Regions from separate parts of the Ovis canadensis genome. Here region 2 is linked to region 1. A link is a contact called in public Hi-C data. All regions are on one chromosome and are shown on one strand. Each heading gives the region's core, a stretch centred on a gene start, on an enhancer-like site or on the middle of the called end of the contact. The rest is flanking DNA. Distances are from core to core; before and after follow the strand shown. Region 1 holds the start of LOC138423892 (myeloid-associated differentiation marker-like). Region 2 holds the start of HAPLN3 (hyaluronan and proteoglycan link protein 3).

Region 1 (4,653 bases), core at 567-3,066:
TGTTTGAGTAATAGCCCTGGCCTGAGTCCTTAACACCACTCTGGCTCCCAGAGGCCAGGCTGGCTCTGTCACGCCTGCAAGGATTTCCCCAGAATGTGCGACGCTCAGAGGGACTCCGTGGTGACACGAAGGAGCCAAACACCGGGCTATAAGGAGAGATGGTAAAGATGGCATGTCACTGTCCAGGGACACTTCTCGGGGCTCACAGTTCATAGCATTTCAGACATGCTGAGGCTTTCATGGGGCTTCTTCAGTTCCACTCCAGGCCCCTCCTCCATGGGAAGGTTGGCTCCATGCCTGCATCCCTTCTGGGTCAGAGGACACCTACTGGGTGTCTCAGGGCCCCTGGGACCCTGGGACCCCCCTAGTCATCTCCACTCTGCCCCCTGCCCACCCCAGTCCCGGGAGCATCCTCAGGGCTGTCTCCTTCCAGGGGTCCTGCAGGAGCCTCCTCTTTCAGCTTTTGCTTTTAAAAAGGGGCTGATCATCCATCCATCCCCACCCACTCCCTGGGATGCCCTGAAAGGCTCCATTCAGCATCAGACACAGCATCCTTATTCATTTCCAATCCCTTGGTTCCCAGCTTGGAAGCTGCGAACCAGTCTCCCAGGCCAGGAAAATCCTGCTCAGGTAGGACTACTCCTAGATCTTTCCAGACTTCCACCTGGATGGCAGCTTTGGAGCTCAAGAGCCAGACATGTTAATTTATTCTATGGTTCCTCCATGATCCTCTACCTTGGAGTCGTACTGGATTGGGGTCTCCCTCCCCAATGTGCAAGAGTCACATGTTAAGGTAAAACTTGGGGGAGGGGATTCAGAATAGTCCCTACTTCCCATGTCATCTCGTCCCTGTGGCCTTGCTCTCACTCCATGGCTCCTCCCTGTTCACCCCTGAAGCTGCCCTCCTCCGGGTGGGGTTGTGTCCCCTCAGATGGCAGCTCCTTCTAGTGATGGCTGCAGCGAGGAAAGGCCAGGACCCGTATGTCTTCAGGTTGCTGTGGAAGGAGGCCGTGGCCTTGAAAGTGTATCCTGGGTCCCAGAGCCTTGAGCTTTGGTCCTGAGCTCCCACCCATGGGCCCTTTTGACATGTCAGCTATAGAGCAAAGCCTTCAAACCCGCAGCTTTGGCACTGTTATTTGGGTTCCCATTTCCTAGTCATGCACCCTTAGTAGGCGAGTGTGCTCAGTCGTGTCTGACTCTTGGCAGCCCCATGGACTATATCTTACCAGGCCTTTGTCCATGGGATTTTCCAGGCAAGAATACTGGAGTGGGCTGCCATTTCTTTCTCCAGTGCCACCTTAGGAAAGGACTTAATTCCCCCAACTTTAGTTTTCTTGTCTGTAAAAGGGGGTTAGCAGTACAATCCACAGTCCCTTTTCTGAAACCCTGTGGGTCAGATATGCTCCAGGACTCTGAATTTTTCAGCTTCATTTCTGTAACATGGTGCATCTATCCTACGTGACATAATACCCCACTGGGGTCTGAAATACCTTGTAATCAAACACATTAGTGTTTCTGCAACTGAAATTTGAACATTCACACTACATGAAATAAAGGCCATAAATGGTCTGTGTCTGTTCAGTTCAAATTTTGTTACCAAACAATTTAAAAAAAAAATGCTTGTCCAATTTTCAGAACTTTGAAAGGTTGGGGTTGCAGATAAGGGTCAGGCTACCCTGTGTTTCCGTAGATAATGGCATACAGCAGAAAGAGGTGAAGAAATAAATGTTCATGGTCTGATGCCAGACCCAACCCAGCTGTGAGCTTTGGGATAAGACAAGTCTCGTGACAAGGTCAAGGGGGATGGGTGAAGGAGAACCATTCGGGAGTGCTGTGCTTCTGCCCGAGTGTCTGAGCCATTTAGTCCAACTCCACAGATCCTGAGCCTCAGCCATCACAGGGCCCTGAGCCTTTCCCTGGCATCTGACTTAATCCACCTCCAGGGCTGGACCTTTCTCGGGTGGATCCTCAGCGAAGACCTCTGCCATACCGGTGACCAGTAGGACCAGAACGACTACCACATGATCGTCCTCAGGCCCTGGGCTCCCCGACCATTATGGGCTGCTGCCTGCGACAGCTGCAGCTGTTCTCCACCTGCATGGCCTTCTCGCTGGGGGCCAGCGTGGGCACCTGGAAGGGGGCCATAGGTAACTGGTCCATGTTCATCTGGTGCTTCTGCTTCGTCCTGACCCTCCTCATCCTCATAGTTGAGTTATGCGGGCTGGAGGGCCACTTCCCCTTCTCCTGGGACAACTTTCTCACCACCTGCAACTGCTACTCCGCCCTCCTCTGCCTCTCGGCCTCCATCATCTACCCCGTCATCTACATTCAGTTCTTGTCCAACAGCCACGACTGGGACCGCCCCATCATCTCCACTGCATTCTCCTGCATCGCCTTCGTGGCTTATGCCATGGACGTGACCTGGACTAGGGCCCAGCCCAACATGATCACAGGCTATATGGCCACCGTGCCAGGCCTGCTTAAGGGGCTGGAGACCATCGTGGCCTGTGTCATCTTTGTCTTCCTCAGCAACACCTCCCTGTACCTGCACCAGCCGGCCCTGGAGTGGTGCGTGGCCGTGTACTCCATCTGCTTCGTCTTGTCATCCGTGGCCATCCTGGTGAACCTGGGCAAATGCGACAACAGGCTGCCCATCCCCTTCTCCGTTCTCCAGGTTGTGCTGACCCTGCTCTCCGTCCTCCTCTACACCACTGCTCTGCTCCTCTGGCCGCTCTACCAGTTCAACGAGGAGTTGGGCAGGCAGCTCCAGCGGTCCAGTGACGTGAACTGCAGCAGTGGAGTCCCCACCTCCGTGTGCATCTGGGACCAACAACTGGCTGTGGTTAGTTTGACAGCCATCAACCTGCTGATTTATGTGACTGACCTAGTGTTCTCTGCCCGCCTGAATTTTAACAGAGGCTGAGGCTTTGCCCAAGGGCTCCCAATTCCTCCCTTGTCTCACCTGAAGTTCATTACCAAGCTCTGGTGTCCTCTTTCTGGCTCTCCTCTCTCCCTTCTCACATCCTTCTGCACTGATCTCACTCCCTTTCCCATTTCCTTCCCACCTTCTGCTCTATCTCCTTCCTATTTTCTTTGGTTGCCCACATCCTGTTTTGCCTTTTACTCTTGCTGCTCTCTTATCTTTTCTATATTTTCTACTTTTTGCCCCTTTTCTGGTCATCCTTGGTTTTCCCGTCTCCTGTGTCCTGACCACCTCTACCCATTTTCCTTCTTCTGATCCATCAGGACCTGAGACTCCTTCCTTCTCTGCCCACCACCCCTCCTGCCTCCTAAGGTGCTGACTCCACAGCACACAGCCCTCTGTGCAGCTGTTCACACCCTGGGCCTCCGGAGGGGCCTTGTTGCCAAAGCAAGTCTGTCCCTCTTGTATATGTGTGATGGGTTTGGGAATGGGGGTGTGTAGCTAAGCATTGGGTCCTCTTTCTTTGTGTACGGTGTCTCCCATTTAAGTTAAAAAAAAAAAAAAACCTCTGGAAGTCAGTAATTTCCAGTGGGAGGAGTCTTAAAGCAGAGACCCTGGTCCCTAGGCCCCAGCTGGTGGTTGGCCCCATCTGACATTGGCTCCAGAATTTTTCTAAGCTTACTGAAAACCCACTGTCTGCAGAGGCCATCTTAAAGGAAACAAAGGCTAAATGTCTCCCCATCCCAACTACTCTCTGGGGAATCGAAGCAGGAGCTGGTGAAGAACCCCAGAGTCTTGAAGACAGCTGTCTGCAGTGTTGGTGAGGGGCAGCAATGTGGCCCTCCTGCCTCAGTGATCAAAACAGCAGGTCCTGCCTCTGCAGCATGGCCCTGCCAGCCTTAAAGCTGATGTTAGCCTGCCTGGGACTTTTTGTTTTCTTTTTCTGACAGGACCTGTTCTTAAAGGTGAAGTTTCGTTTCTATTTTTCTGGGGAGGGTGGGTTGACTGAGTGGGGGTTTCAGCTGCTGTAGTCAAGTGAGTTGCAGTACTCGAGTGTGTGTGCACACACACGTCAGTGGCTTTTTGCCACTGTGTTCTGCTTTTCTGAGACTCAGGCATAAAGTGACCTATATAAATGTAGAAAAAAATATGTATGGTTTCTTTTAATTACCTGGAGTATCCAATCCCCATCAGCCCCTGCTGTCAACCATAGAGAGAAATCTTGTCCTTTCTTCCACATCCACAATGTTCTTTTTCAAAAACCTCTAAGATAAAATAAACAAAATGAAAATGAAACCAACAAAATCCACAGGTCCTAATTGCCCAAATTTGACTAGAAATCAGAAAGAGCCCAGGTCTTAAAGGGGCCTTGCCAGCCCTTGGATGCCTCTCTTTAAAGGTGTGTGCTTTGTGCATACTGACTGTGTGTGTGTGTGTGTGTGTGTGTGTGTATGTGAGTGGGCAGGCATACATTAAGACCAGCAGCCCTTTAAATAACTGGCAAAGTCATCTCAAGCCTTCTTCCTCTCCTGTTCACAGCCACAAAGCCTCAGAGCCCAGCATCCTGGAGTCACCAGGGCCAGAGGAGCCAGGCAAGCAGAGCTCTGGGAGAGGGGAGGGGAAGGACCCCCTCTGCTGCCCCTCACTCCTGTACTGGGATGAAGCGTGTGATCTTCACCCAAAGGCAGGATGGATGGAGGGGAAGGGCTCCCAGGAGGTGGTCCTCGTGG
Region 2 (4,544 bases), core at 410-2,909, 200 kb before region 1:
AGTCCCCCTCTGGGGACCCTAGATGAGGGTTCCTTCCCTCCTGACCCCTTCTGTCCTTGACTTCTCTTCCTGGGCAGCCAGCTCCCTCCACTTCCAGAGCCTTCACCATCACCTCTACCAATTATGTTTTTTATTCCTGACCACAGTCCTGAGAGCCACCTCTGAGATTTTACCTGCTGGCCATCCCTGCCACTGGCCAGGATGTTAAACTTGCTTTGCTGTAACAAAAGTGATCTTCCCTGCTGTCCATCCTCTCCCTACATGTGTGGCTTTCAGCACTGGGACCTGTTGACTTGCCTCTCCAAGGAGTCTAGACACCTTTTCATTCCTGGTTTAAATATAGTGGAGTGATTAGGATCACAAGGCCTCAAGTTGGAGAAAAGTGAAAACGTTAGTCGCTCAGTCATGTCTGATTCTTTGTGACCCCATGGACTGCAGCCCACCAGGCTTCTCTGTCCACGGGATTTCCCAGGCAAGAATACTGGAGTTGGTTGCCATTTCCTTCTCCAGGGGATCTTCCGGACGTGGGGCTCGAACTTGGGTCACCTGCATTGCAGGCAGATTCTTTACCATCTAAACTACCAGGGAAGCCTCCAAGTTGGAGACTCTGGGTTCAAATCCTGGCTCTGAGTGATCTTGGGCAATTTACTTAAATCCCTCTGAGCCTCATTTCCCACCTGTAAAGCGGACATAAGAGGACCAACTCCCTGGCCTTGGGTTGGATGGAGAGAATGTACAGGAGCACTGATGCAAAGCCGGGCTCATCAGGGGCCTCGGAAACTTGGGTCATTGTCACCAGAGCTTGCAAGGGTTTCCTGATTGTAACTTACATCCTACTCATTCCGCAGTCCCCTCCGTTCTGCACCCAGGCTTCTGACAGCTCTCCCTTGGGGAGGAAACTGCACTGGTGCCCTTTTGCCCATCAGGCTGACATTCACTTTGGGTGCAATTTAGTCCACCATGGAGAAGGGAATGGCTACCCACTCCAGTATTCTTTCCTGGAGAATCGCATGGACAGAGGAGCCTGGCGGGCTACAGTCCATGGGGTCACAGGAGCACACGACTGAGCACACACACTCTACTACAGCAGCTCTTTGTGCTCTGAGATGCTCCTGGCAAATCACACACACACATACTGTCAAGGTGCATTTAGGAAGAGGTTCCGGGTTCAGTGACCGCTTGGTCAAGGCGGAAAGATCTCCTTAGGCTTGGCTGCTGAGGAACCACTGGGGCTTCCAGACCAGGCCTCCTGTTGGCATGGAGGGAAAATTAAACACCCAGCCCAAACAGGCATCCTGGGATCTGGCTGCCTGATAGCTGTCCTGACAGGTCAGGATTCTAAAGCCGAGTCACCCCTGTTAGAGGATCAGGCAGAAGCCTGATCGCCCCTGCAGGCTGCTGGGAGCACCATCTGCCCATCCTGTGTTCCCCCTTCCCGCTCCCAGGACTACTCACTCAAGCCCCACCTACTAGGGGCAGCCTCCCCGTGCCTGATGCTGAGTTAGCCGAAAGGCAGATTTCCTGACAGTCAAACTAGGGCAGGAGGGATGTCAGCGCCCCTTTGCCTTCTCTGGGCGAAAAGCAAGTGAGAGCGGCCACCCCTCCCCCACCTGAAGGTGGGAGTCGGCCATAGCCCAATCGCAGTGTGGAGGCGGGGTGGGGGGAGGCTACCCCCTGCTTAGTCCCGTTGCTTTTGGTAAACCGGCACGTTCTGAGACCCTCTGCGAACGCTCCTTTTCCACGCCCCTGAATATGACAGCCTCAGCTCCTGGGCACTCCCTTCACCGCGCGGCCTGCCAGATGCTCCGCAGGTTGGGGTGGTCTCCAGCCGGTTTGGGGTGGTCTCCAGGCAAGTCTGGAGGCCGCCCAAATCTGTCGCACCTCCTCCGTTTGGGCCCAGCCCAAGGGAGGGAAAGGGGCGTGTGTTCCTTTAAGGGGCTGGCCCGGCGGGAGCGCGGGGGTTCGTCCGCAGCCGCTTCCCTTCTGGCCATTCAAGATCCCTGAGTCCGTCTGCTTCCTCCGACCGGATCAGCCCCGCAGCCCAGAGCGTTCGAGCCGTCGAGGAGCCGCCTGGGGACGGTACGTAGCTCAGCGGTGGCCGGGCTCCTGGGGCGCCCTGTGGACCAATTCCTCTCTTCTTGTTTTCTCAGCCCCACGCTTCCCGGGCAGGGTTGGGGAAGCCGGCAGGAGGAGTGAGCCGGGCCCCGTGGGGCCGGGGCCGAGTTGTGATCGCCGCCGCCGGTTGGGGGCGCCCCGGGCGCCCGCGGGTTCAGAGCAGCGCGCGGCGTGGGCTGGCTTGCGTGGGACCCTTGTGCCTGGACCCTGGCCGGTGAGGCCAATTCAGAGGGAAACCAGTGGCCTCCGAGACCACTTCCCGGGTCTCCTCTCTCCCACCGGGTCTCTTCGCAACTCATCCCGCAGCCTCCGGCACAGCGCCCCAGGCACCGGGCTCTGCCCCGGGGCATCTGTTGGATGCTCATCTGTTGGGGGCGGGAGCGGGGACTGGCGTCGGGAACACTGCGAGGGGCTGGGGACACCTCCTGAGGCAGCGGGCGGGTGGTCTTCTGCCTGCCTGCTCTGGCCCTCAGGGCAAGCGCAATGGATGCTCGTGGGTTTCAGGCCTGAGTTCAGTGGGGTTTCTAATTTAGGGAACAGTCGGAGCGCGCGGAGAGTGAATTCCTGGGTGGGAGATGGTATCCTTTAGGGAGGAATTTAGGGCTCCTGAGCAGCCAGGAAAAAAAAAAAAAAAACAAAAAACCCAAAAACAGCGCCGGACACTTGGACCCAGTTCTGTCACCAACTCGCTGGGTGGCCTTCAGCAGCCTGTGACCCGATCTGGACCTTGACTCCCAGCGCTGACCTCCGGAGGGCCTTTTGCCCTCTGCCGCAGGAGGAGGTGACCGAGAGGCGGCCTGGCCCCTCTCCCACAGCCCTGCATGAGCCAGCGGGCTGGGAATGCCGGTAGGAAACACCTCCGGACTTCTACTTCCCGGGAACCGCAGGTTTCAAAGGGCTTGGGGCACCGAAGTCAAATTCCTCTCCGGGCGCGGGCTGATGGAGACCTGGAGGGCAAGGCTGCCCTCTGCTGGTGTCAGGGAGACGTGTGGTGTCCGGTGGTGCAGTTGGGTACTGGGCTGTAGCTCATCTTCCTAACAAGTCTGGGTTCAGCTTATTCTGATGTGCGGAGGGGTCCTAAGGCAAGTGGTGGCTGGGAAAAGCAAAGGATGGGTCGTCAGGAATCAGGGAATCCACACATCTTGTTTTGGTCACTCTAATACATTAGTGAGCTAGGGGGAAAAAAAAACCACTCCCAGACCAGAAACTAAGCTGTTTTGGCTCAGAGCTTAGTTTCTGAACCGTGAATTACCTTATGCATGACTGGTAAGAACCCTGGGGGAGCAACCTCCGTATAACATGGTCTGGTGGTGATTTTTTTCCCCCCAGCTCACTAATATATTAAAGTGACCAAAACAAGAGTTCTTCACCATTAAAGAGCAAACCTCAGCAATGCGTGAATTCCTTAAGATAAATGCTGTCAGTCCTGCAGAAAGTGCCTTTCTTACTGATGTCCCTCACTATTCGAATGCTTGCTATTCACTGTCCAGCGCTCAAGAACCAAATAGATTTGAATAACACAGCATCCTTCCCTGTCCAGATTTCTCAAACTCTCAGTATCCAAACTCTTGCCATCCCATCTGAAGGATGTGAGAGATTTGATGAAGGAGGAGCACTGGACTGCTGGTTTAGCTGCTGAACAGAACTTAGCATAAAGTTTTCTGATAAAAGTAGAAACCAGGGACTTCCCTGGTGATCCAGTGGTTAAGAATCCACCTTCCAATGCAGAGGACGCAGGTTCGATCCCTGGTGGGGGAATTACATCCCACATACCTCAGGGCTATGGAATTCTCCTGGCGGGAATACTGCTCAGATGGTATTGAATCTGCCTGCAATGCAGCTGACCTGGGTTGACCCTTAGGTCTGGAAGATCCCCTGGAGAAGGAAATGTCAACCCACTTCAGTATTCTTGCCCGGGGAATCCCCTGGGCAGAGGAGCCTGGTGGGCTGCAGTCCATGGGGTCACAAAGAGTTGGAGATGACTGAGCGACTAGCACTACCCCAGGGCAACTAAGCCTGCAAGCAGCCACTAGAGAAGCCCACAGCTAGAGAAGCCTGTGCATCACAGCTAGGGAGCCCACCCGCTGCAACTAGAAAAGCTCCTATGCACCACAAGCAGAGAAAAGCCTGCCCAATGGAAAGAGACCCAGCGTAGCCGAAAAACAGTGGGAAACAGCTGAAGAAGTTGCAAAGATATTTCCTCTGTGTTAAAAAACAAAACAAAACATTTAAGAAGATGACTTTACCCTGGGTCAGACTTTTAATTTTGGTAAACCCAGTATCTTTTGGAATCCAGTGCCCGTAAGAACCCACATCCTGAAGGAAGAAGTGTTTGCCCAGTGGTGGGTGAAAGCTGCAAAGCGCGGATTGACCTGCTGGTTTTTTCTTTTTTCAGGATTGCTCTTGTTTCTGTTAGTGCTCTGGTTACA

Evidence for each region. A called contact is a pair of places that touch in the nucleus more often than the background predicts.
Region 2: a Hi-C map of lung shows a contact between it and region 1, with 5 times the contacts expected there. The contact joins the promoter of HAPLN3 here to the promoter of LOC138423892 in region 1. A contact is called at or near these places in 2 of 2 Hi-C or Micro-C datasets (fibroblasts and lung).

Annotation. Positions count from the first base shown.
Region 1 is chr18:32,629,316-32,633,968 of ARS-UI_OviCan_v2, reverse strand. LOC138423892 (myeloid-associated differentiation marker-like) reads left to right here and starts at 1,816. Exons shown (of 2, transcript XM_069560283.2): 1 at 1,816-2,842; 2 at 4,463-4,653. The coding sequence starts at 2,057. The coding sequence ends at 4,585.
Region 2 is chr18:32,827,088-32,831,631 of ARS-UI_OviCan_v2, reverse strand. HAPLN3 (hyaluronan and proteoglycan link protein 3) reads left to right here and starts at 1,659. Exons shown (of 5, transcript XM_069559598.1): 1 at 1,659-2,079.